Linked DNA regions of Sus scrofa: region 1 is linked to region 2. Evidence: chromatin contacts called from public HiChIP or PLAC-seq data. All regions are on one chromosome and are shown on one strand. The core of a region is the stretch at or near the end of the contact, and the rest is flanking DNA. Distances in the headings are between cores, read along the strand shown.

What was found. HiChIP or PLAC-seq counts read pairs in DNA pulled down with a chosen protein or histone mark.
Region 1: a contact with region 2 is called in an H3K27ac HiChIP or PLAC-seq map of skeletal muscle. The contact joins two enhancer-like sites. A contact is called at or near these places in 3 of 47 Hi-C or Micro-C datasets (embryonic fibroblasts and skeletal muscle) and 1 of 2 datasets of contacts at active chromatin or transcription factors (skeletal muscle).

The regions. Positions count from the first base shown.
Region 1 is chr9:60,699,653-60,704,373 of Sscrofa11.1, reverse strand. It overlaps JAM3 (junctional adhesion molecule C), which reads right to left. Exons shown (of 9, transcript XM_021063173.1): 2 at 2,055-2,120; 3 at 1,471-1,584. Among named protein-coding and RNA genes, the nearest start is that of JAM3, 73 kb to the right of the region's middle. Within about 2 kb of position 1,948, at least 6 of the 83 cell types and tissues checked have an H3K27ac peak or open chromatin away from gene starts, as enhancers often do. A contact at or near this core is called in skeletal muscle, where this site is marked.
Region 2 is chr9:60,612,747-60,618,201 of Sscrofa11.1, reverse strand. No RefSeq gene overlaps it. Among named protein-coding and RNA genes, the nearest start is that of JAM3, 14 kb to the left of the region's middle. Within about 2 kb of position 3,506, at least 40 of the 83 cell types and tissues checked have an H3K27ac peak or open chromatin away from gene starts, as enhancers often do. A contact at or near this core is called in skeletal muscle, where this site is marked.

The DNA.
Region 1 (4,721 bases), core at 699-3,198, 88 kb before region 2:
TTACTGTATCTCAATTAAAACACTTAAAAGACATAGTAACTCTTTTCAAAGGATTAAGATCCCAGGCAGTGACAAATAGGGAAGGAATTCGAAAAAAAATTGACACAAAAATGAGGACTGAATTATTACTAAACCTGCCAACTGGTGACAAGTATAGGAAAGATTTACCAGAACGTAATAACCACAGCAAAAGGCTCGTGATAAGAGGACGAACATTTCCAAAGGTGCTTTCTACGGGGAAGGCTGTCATCTGGTCGTCATCGGGGTCAGAATGTCCACCATATGAGGAAACAGTCAAGACAAATCCGCATAAAGCAGGAGACCATGAGCTTCAAGCTTTTGTCCAGGCCTCTAATTTGTATGGTACGGACCCCTCCCCTTTCCCCTCCAAGAGGAAGGTGTTTAATTCCCAGAAACACATTCCCACCCGGTCAGGGCTCATCAGGAATCGCCCAATGAGGCTGCCAGAGAGTAACAATTCCATCTCTACAAAAAATGAGAGGCGGGGAGGACACTGTGGGAAAACAAAGCTATTTCTAAGAGCCCATGACCCCTGATGATGTGGGGGAGCTGAGGCAGAAAGGTCAGGGGCTTCGGTTGTTTCCACAAAGCCTCCCTCCCTTCCCTGAAACCTCCAGTCAGTTCTCAGAGGGCCTGTGGTGGCCTTCTGCCCCATCACCTCTGAAGCTGTGCTGACCCCCTCACACACACTGCTCCCTGGGAGTAACCGCCCCACCCCATCTCAGCTCCTCTCAGCTCTCTCCACATGACCCTGGCCTCACTCCTGGCCTCTGCAGAAGAATCCCGAACTGGGCCCTGCCCTGCAGAGCAACCACCTCGGTGTCCTGGGGAGAGCTTTCAAGCGCCTGGGGCCTCAGTTCCTGCCCTCGCCTGGCTCACAGCTGAGCCTGCGGTTCCTCCTAGAAGCTCACTTTGCTTCCACTCTTCTGCATGTGCTCCTGGCCCAGCCCCTGCCTGCAGCCCCCGCCTGACCAGCTCACCTCCCTTGACACCTCCGCCTGGATGGCACTCCTGGGGAAGCATCCCCTGACCACTGAGCTGCCCCTGTCATGCGAGGGTGCTGACATCCAGCTGACTGCCTTCCTAGGAGGAGCACAGTGGACACTGCTTTCCTCCTGCTGCTCCGTAGGGTTCATTATAAGTCATTTAGCTTATAATGTTGTGGGTCATGATGGGGAAGTGGCATAGGAAAACCTTCCTCTGATACCTCAAAATGATGGCTGCATGTGGGCTAAAACTCTAACTGACAAAGTGATATTTACTGAACCAGGTGACACGTTCAGGGAGGCTCCCTTCACCATTCTCACTACTGCAAGCTTGAATTTTCCATAAGTAAAACAAGACAGAAAACCAATCCTGGCCACACACACAGGTCCAGTCAGAGCAAAGTCTTGGCCACAAATGCATGCCTGGGCCTTCTGTACAAAGGAAAGGACCACAGGATCATACCCTGAATTTTGTTGTCAAAAAACACATATGAGGTTTGTTCATCTTGAATTTTCTTCCATTCAATCCTGGGGTCATTTGTCTGTGAATCCGTAATGATACAAGAGAGTTCCACACCTAATGAGAAGAGGAAAAAAAGAACTCTTAGTGTTTGTGGAGCAATGTTAGGTTAACTTGTATACTCAGACCCTGCAAGCTACATCTATTTAGGTCTGTCCTGCAGTTTAAAAATCTAGCTAGCTCCAGGCTCCAAGAGACTTTAATTTTAGCCAGAAAAACAATTAAGATGATTAGCAGAGACTTTTACTAAAGAGAGTACATGCTTCCCCTGATATATATTCTTGTATATAAGAATGTTGTTGGTTGTGTAAATGCAAAGCTAGGCCAGGAATCAGAGTTTAGCCAACAGGAAGCCTGCAGAGCTCCCCAGAGGCTACTGAAGCAGTGCTATCCTGGCACCGTGTCCGCTAAGAAACCCCACCCCCACCTCCAGCTTTTGGACATGAAACATCCGTGGGCCTCTGTCCCTCACTGGCTGCAAGTCTACCAAGTAGTGCCCATTCGCTGAATGCCTCCCTAGTACTTACTTTCAAATTCCTGTACCACTGGGTTTCGGTTGCTGGATTTGAGATTCACGGCCCCTGTCAAGCAGCCTGAAGGAAAAAAGAAAAGTAAAATCAGAGACGATACAACTCTAATATAGCAGAGAACCCACAACCAAAGTCAGATTTTCCCTTCACAGAGGCTACAATCACTAATCACAGAGGATAGAAAAATATCACATTTCAAACAAAGTCGCTTAGACACAGCAGGGTGATTGCTTCCCTCAGTCTGAACCTCACTGGAAGGAACTCCAAGGAAGAGAAGAATTCTCAGAGTGCACTTTTCTTCTTAGTCCCAGAACAAACCTCCTAGAGTTTTCAAAACTCTTCCTCTAAGAATGTACTTCATTACAAAGGATTGTAAGAGGATATTACAAACAGCTATACACCAAAAAACTGGAACACCTAGAGGAAATGGACAAATTCTTAGAATCATACAACTTTCTAAGACTGAATCATAAAGAAAATCTACTCTTTGACATAAATCTCAGGAATATTTTGTTTGATCCTTCTCATAAAATAATGACAACAAAGACAAAAATAAACCAATGGGACCTAATTAAATTCAAAAGCTTTTACACAGCAAAGGAAACCATTAAAAAAATGAAAAGACAACCCACAGAATGGGAGAAAATCTTTGCAAATGATGCAACTGACAAGGGCCTAATCTCCAAAATATATAAACAGCTTATACAACTCAACAGCAAAAAAACAAACAACCCAATTAAAGAATGGACAGAAGACCTGAATAGACATTTCTCCAGAGACATACGGATGACCAGCAGGCACATGAAAAAATGTTCAACGTCACTAATTATTAGAAAAATCCAAATCAAAACTACAATGAGTTACCACCTCATGCCAGTTAGAATGACCATCATTAACAAGTCAATAACAAATGCTGGAGAGGATATGAAGAAAAAGGAACCCCCCTTCACTGTTGGTAGGAATGTAAACTGGTACAACCACTATGGAGAACAATACCGAGACACTTCAAAAAACTACATATAGAACTACCATATGATCCAGCAATTCCACTCCTAGGCATATATGCAGACAAAACTTTCACTGAAAAAGATACATGCACCCCTATATTCATTGCAGCACTATTCACAATAGCCAAGATATAGAAATGACCCAAATGCCCATTGGATGAATAGATTAAGAAGATATGGTACATACATGCAATGGAATACTACTCAGCCATAAAAGAGGACAAAATAATGCCATTTTCAGCAAGATGGATGCAACTAGACAGCCTCATACTAAGTAAGTCGAAAAGAGAAAGACATCTACCATGTGGTATCACTTATACATAAAATCTAAAATATGGCACAAATGATCCTATCTGCAAAACAGAAACAGATCACGGACATGGAGAGTAGACTTGTGTTTGCCGGGGCGGGGGGGGCGGCAGGAAGAGGGAGTGGGATGGACGGGAGTTTGGGGTTGATAGATGCAAACTACTACATAAAATGGCTAAGTAATGGGGTCCTACAGTACAGCACAGGGAATTATGTCCAATCTCTTAAGTTAGAACATGATGGAAGACAGTATGAAAAAAAGAATGTGTATATATATGTATGTATAACTGGGTCACTTTGCTACATAGCAGAAATTGAAGGAACACTGTGAATCAACTATACTTTAATATAAAATTAAAAAGAAAAAAGAAAATATAAATAGACTGATCACTAGTAAGGAGACTGAAACAGTAATAAAACCTCCCCCTAAGCAAAAGTCCAGGACCAGACAGCTTCACTGGTGAATCCTGCCAAATATTCAGGTTCGGCAATAAAAAAAAAAAAAAAAGGAAAAAAGAAAATCCTAAAGACTCCACCAAAAAACTATTAGAAGTAACAAATGAATTCAGTAAAGATGCAATTTACAAAATCAACATCTAGAAATCTGTTGTATTTCCAAACGTTAATGATGAGCTAGCAGAAACAGAAATTAAGAAAACAATCCCAGGAGTTCCCTGTGGCACAGTGGGTTAAGGATCCAGTATTATCACTGCAGCAGCTCAGGTTACTGCTGTGGTACAGGTTCGACCCCTGGCCTGAGAACTTTCATGTATTGTGGGTGCAGCCATAAAAAGAGAAAACAATCCCATTTACAATAGGAACAAAAAGAATAAAATACCTAAGAATAAATTTAACCAAGGAGGTAAAAGAACTATACACTGAGAACCATAAGACGTTGATTTTTGTTTTTGTTTTGTTTTTGCTTTTTAGGGCTGAAAGTGAGGCTTATGGAAGTTCCAAGGCTCGGGGTCAAATAGGAGCTACACCTGCCAGCCTACACCACAGCCACAGCAATGCAGATCCAAGCCACATCCTTGACCTACGCCACAGCTTGCTGGATCCTTAACCCACTAAGCGATGCCAGGGACTGAACCTGCCTCCTCATGGATATTCGGCAGGTTCATGTTCACTGGGCAACAATGGGAACACTCTAAGACATGGTTGAAAGAAAGTGAAGAAGACACAAAAAGTGGAAAGATATTCTGTATTCATGGACTAAAAGAATTAACATTGTTAAAATATTCATATTACATGAAGCAACCTACAGATTTAGGGTAATCCCTATCAACATCCCAAGGGCATTTTTCACAGAAATAGAAAAAAAATTCTAAAATTTATATGGGACCAC
Region 2 (5,455 bases), core at 2,257-4,756:
AGCAGTAATTGTAGAGGCTGGAACAAAGGGAAATAATTTCTCCAAAGAGCTGAGGGAGATAAGAAGGCACCCAGGATCCTATCCCCCTAAAGTAGGACTCAAGAGTAAGGGCAAGGAGTTCCCGTTGTGGCACAGCAGAAACAAATCCGACTAGTATCCATGAAGATGCAGGTTTGATCCCTGGCCTCACTCAGTGGGCTGGGGATCTCATGTTGCTGTGGCTGTGGCATAGGCCAGCAGCTGCAGCTTCAATTTGACCCCTAGTCTGGGAACTTCCATGTGCCATGGGTATGGCCCTAAAGAGAAAAAAAAAAAAAAGAGTAAGCGCAAAAAGTGTGAGGGAGGAGGAGTTCTCATCGTTGCTCAGTGGGTTAAGGATCCAATGTTGCCTTGAGATGTGGTGTAGGTTGCAGATGTGGCTGGGATATGGTGTTGCTGTGGCTGTGGTGTAGGCCAGCATCTACAGCTTCAATTCGACCCCTAGCCTTGGAACCTCCATATGCCGTGGGTGTGGCCCTAAAAAGACAAAAAAAAAAAAAAAAAAAAAAAAAAAAGAAAGAAAGTATGAGGGAGGAGATTGGCTGTTCATGTGTCGAAAGAAATACTCAAGGGTGCTTTAAAGGGAAAGCAGAACAAGAAAAGGAAAAAAAATGAAACCAAGCAGGGTCCTGTGGGACTCCTAGGCAAAAAAGCCTTCTGTGTCCCCCATTTCTTGTTTGTAGAAAATAGGCCTCCTTCGGGCTCCATGACCTTCCCAGAATTCCAAGGGGCAGTGCAAACAGGTACTAATCAGAGAAGGGAGGGGATGCAGAGACCTGAGAAGAGCAGTCAAGAGCCTGGGAGCAGGGTCCTGGTTCCTCCTCGAAGCATATCTCTGAGTCCTTCTGCAGAACTAAAACCCCCAACAAGTGGAAGACATTAACCACTTGATGAAGCATTTTTCATTCCAGAAAAAAGGAAGACTACCAGAACAGGTCTGGGGGGCCGCTAAACACCAGCTTTGAAAAAGAATGCAAACTTGCATCTACCCTGATCCTTATCTGTGGCCCTATTTTCCACTACCAGAACTATAAAATCAGCTCCTATTCTCTTTCAAAGGAGGGCACATTAGCCTGCCTGGCAAAGCAATAAAACTTTTTTTCTTCTTTGCCCAAAACTCTGTCTCTGCATTTCTATTTGGCACCGGTGGACAGAGGCTGCATTTCTTTTTCTTTTCTTTTTCTTTTTCTTTTTCTTTTTTTTTTTTTTTTTGGTCTTTTTGCCTTTTCCAGGGCCGCTTACTGTGGCATATGGAGGTTCCCAGTCTAGGAGTCTAATTGCAGCTGTAACCACCGGCCTACGCCAGAGCCACAGGAATGTGGGATTCGAGCCGCGTCTGTGACCTACACCACAGCTCACAGCAACACCAGATCCTTAACCCACTGAGCAAGGCCAGGGATGGAACCCGAAACCTCATGATTCCTAGTCGGATTCGTTAACCACTGCGCCACGACGGGAATCCCAGAGGCCGAATTTCTGCAACAAAAACTATTCAGAAAGAAGGAATGGGTTGTCCCCTAATGGCCTAGCAGTTAAAGATCCAGTGTTGTCACTACTGTAGCTGGGGTTTGATCCCTGGTCTGGGACATTCTGCATGCTGCAGGTGTGGCAAAAAAAAAAAAAAAAAAAAAAAAGAAAGAAAGAAAAAGAAGAAGCAATGGGATGAAAGAAGCAAAGATAAGCAAAAACTCTGGTGAGCAGATGGGCATCTATAAGTAAGCAATGGCTCTAAAATTTGAGGATAATAATAGTAATAACCTATCTGGTGAGTTTTTTTCTTTTTTTAAAAAAGATAAAATACTAGACACTAATAACATCAAAAACTAGAGTTGGGGAGTTTTCTTGTGGTGCAGTGGGTTAAGGATCTGGCATTGTCACTGCAGCGGCTTAGGTCACTGCTGTGGCACGGTGCAGGTGCCATCCCTGGCCCGGGAACTTCCACTTGTCCAATGCAGCCAAAAAACAAACAAGCAAACAAACAAACACCCCAAACAAACAAAGCAGAAAAAACTAGGGTTGTTAGAAGTTTAGAGCATGGAGAGGACAGTAAAAGTTTAGACTTTCAAAATTAGAGCATAGAGTTTAATATTTAGAGGTATCCCTTAAAGGCAAAGAAGTGAAGCATACCACTTCCAAATCAGTAGAGCAGGTGAAGGGGTATCTGGCAAAGGCTTGGATGCCAGGCTAAGCCATTTGGATGGTGTTCCCAGGAGATGGGGACCAGGGAAGGCTCTCTAACAGGGGAGCTAGCCCCATCTTACACCCTCAACACACCTAAGGGAGAATTAACCCCTTACTCTGTGTCCAAAGTTTCTTGGAGGCATCTCTGAAAGAGCATCTATCATAGTATCTCATGTAACTGTCTTTCTTCTGGACTGTGAACGTCTAAAGGGAAGAAACATTCCATAAATCTGAATTAATGACCTTTTATGAGAGCGGGGAGGGTCTTAAACTAGTGAGATTTCTGTGAGTAGCAGAGGGTGCTGGCTCTGTCCTCCAAGCTTCTGTCCCCTCCCTCAGGTGGCTGGCCACCCCTCTTTGAAGGACTCTTCCTGAGGCCCCCAAAACTCTCTATCCTCCACCCCAGTGCCCCAGAAGTCAGTGTCCCAGGGTGGGGAGGTGAACGAAGCCTGGCTCCTTTGCCTTACCTCCAGGCATCCCTAAGGATTGGGCTGGGACCTTGCCTAAAATGCTCCCTTTCTCTCTTTTCCATGACGAGCTCCCCACCCTCTCAGGGCAATTTCCTCACACAATTCCTCATCATCTCATCTCAGGTCCGGCCAGGGGTCCCCAGTCACAAAGCGCTGGGATCTGGGCTAATGGAATCCTGGCTCTGCCTTGGCTGTCTGCCTGGGAAGTTCCCCTCTCTCCAGTTCTTTTATATTCTTCCTTCCCCCCGCCACTCCACCCTCCTCTTTTCCTTCCTCCAGAAGCAAATAAGCTACCCTCTTCCAGGGTCGGGCTGGGCTGAGAGCGAAGACCCCCAGAGTGGGCCGCTGAGAGGTCAGTCCTGAGTTAAACCTTCCCAATTCTCTGCATTCGTTTTCCTAATACTTTTGTGCGACTCGCAGGGTCTCCGGTCCCTCACAGGTGCTCTGTGATGATCTACATGAAAGGACAGACACGAATGCAATGGGAAGAAGGAAAAACTAAAGGCAGACGTGCAAACGATGAGTATTCTGTCCAGCGGCCACCTCCTGGCGAGACGGTCCCATCGGTGTGGACGCTCGGCTGCCGGCGGTGGAGAGGGAGTGGGGGCGGGGGAGGGGCGCCGGGAGGGACACCGGTCCCTCTGCAGGGCTGGGAGCACCAACGGCGTGCGGAGGATTAGCCATATGCCACTTAATTCCCGTTAATCAGGATTGAGGGGAGCTTGAGCTTGTAAGTAATGGCTGAGCCGCCGTCCGGTTGGTGTAGGCTCCGCCCCGCATTCCCACAGCCTTAGCTGGCTCCTCTCAGCTTTCCTCCCCTCCAGGCTTGCCCCGCCCTATCTCCTGAGCTTCCACCCTCATCAGGCTCCTTGGTCCACACCGTCCTCTACTGCTCCTTTCACCTCTGCAATTAGGTCCTTCCCTCCTCCTGCAGGTCTCCCATTTTTAAACACACGCAGCACCCCCCACTTATAACGTCTGTTCTTGCAGCAAGCACCCTGTCCCTTGGCTGACCTGCGAAGGCCAAGCTCAAAAGGCAGCCCTTCCTGGCTCCTGGAGACGGGCGTGTCTTCTCACACTCCCTGACCTCACACTGATTCCAAGCCTGAATCTCTCTCTCCTCAGAGCTGAGGACAGACTGTCCCAGGTTCTCCTCCTCCAAGTCTACCTCCCCCCAGGGGAGTTCAGAGCCAGCGTGGAAACTAGGTCCCAGCCAAGGTTAAACGGTGCTCAGGCCTCACCCTGTGTGGGGTTGTTGTTGCCTCTGCATCACGCTGTGTCTGCCCTCTCGGGATGTGCACCTGTGCGTATGTGCACAGGTGAGCACACAGGCATGTGTCTACCCTTCCACGTGGAGAAATGCCTGTGAGATAAATGTACATGGACTGCATGCTTAGCCAGTGTGAGGAAGCGTGGGGAGGTGACATGTTGGGGGGAATGCGGGGCTAGAATGAGGATGGACCTGTGTGTGCAGGTGTAGGTCTGAGTGTGTTTTGCAGAAAGCTGTATGTGTGTGTGTGGGGGGGGGGGTCTGGAAAATGACATTTGTGGAAATGCATATTTAACTACAGAAATGGAGGTGGGAGAAGTGTTTGATTGTGTGGACTTTGTGAAGGTTGGGTTCTGGATGAAAATCAGAGAGGACACTTCTTAGAAGCATCCAAACTCTCTCATGATAACCCCCTAAAATGTCTGATTCTGCGGCAGCAGCAAACATCCAGGGTTTGGCTTCCCTCCAAGAACCGGCTTTGTTTCCAAGAAGCTTGTTAGACTAAGGGAAAAAATCACCCTTGACCCTGCCCTCCCCCATGGGCAAACCCCAAGGAGACACACCCACACCTCCAGGCTCCCCCCTCCAACCCCGCCAAGAGCCCTCCCACCTGAGTTCTCACCTGAGGAGGTTCGAAGAACAGGATCCCACCGCCCGGTCCCATGGCTGACAAAGGAGATGAGAAGAGCAGAGAGCAGCGCTGGTCTGGTCTTCCTCACGCTCTGACCCTGCTGCCAAGCCCACTGCAGCCCTCTCGGGATGTCGTCCAGCCCGCCTGGAGCTGCAGGTGTCGGCGACCAGCTGCCAGCCTCAGGGCACCACCTCGTGGCCACTCTTGCCATCACAGTCCTTACCCACCGACTCAGCCCTAATTCCAGACACGGACTTTAAGTCCAGGTTTGCTGTTTGGGTTGCAGGGCGAGGTGTCTGTGGACCATTTCAGTAGGTTAAGAGCTCACAGTGGCAGACACACACATGAGGATGGGGCACAGAACAGAAAGGGTTAACCCTGAAAACCAGGGTTAGTGCTCTGGGAGGGGTGAAGAAGAGAAAAGGGACCAGCTAGAGGAATTCCGGATATTTCAGACTGGCCAAGGCAAGACCTTAACCCAGGCAGTTAGGGTTAAGTTTGATCTTTAAGACATCTTTACAAGCGAATTAATTAATATTTGATTACAGAACCATGAGCTTTTTTTTTTTTGAGGGTGAGTAGCACTGGCTATGTGAGAAACAACACAGTGACATTGGTGGGGTCCGAAGGTAGCTGTCCTTTGAATGGATATTGTTTGCTTTGGTGGGGATCTGGCCTCCCACTCTGTGGGGAATTTCGTGTTCCTTGGGCTCAGCCTGGCCCAGAACTTGGCAAGATCTCTGGGGTGTTCTTTTTGTCACCAGCCCGGGTAGGAGGGTGGACGGGTGGGAGGGGAACCGTTTTGGGAAAGAGTGTTGGGGAGTGTTTGTGTGTGCGATGAGTCAAGTCCTGGAGCGAGGAGCC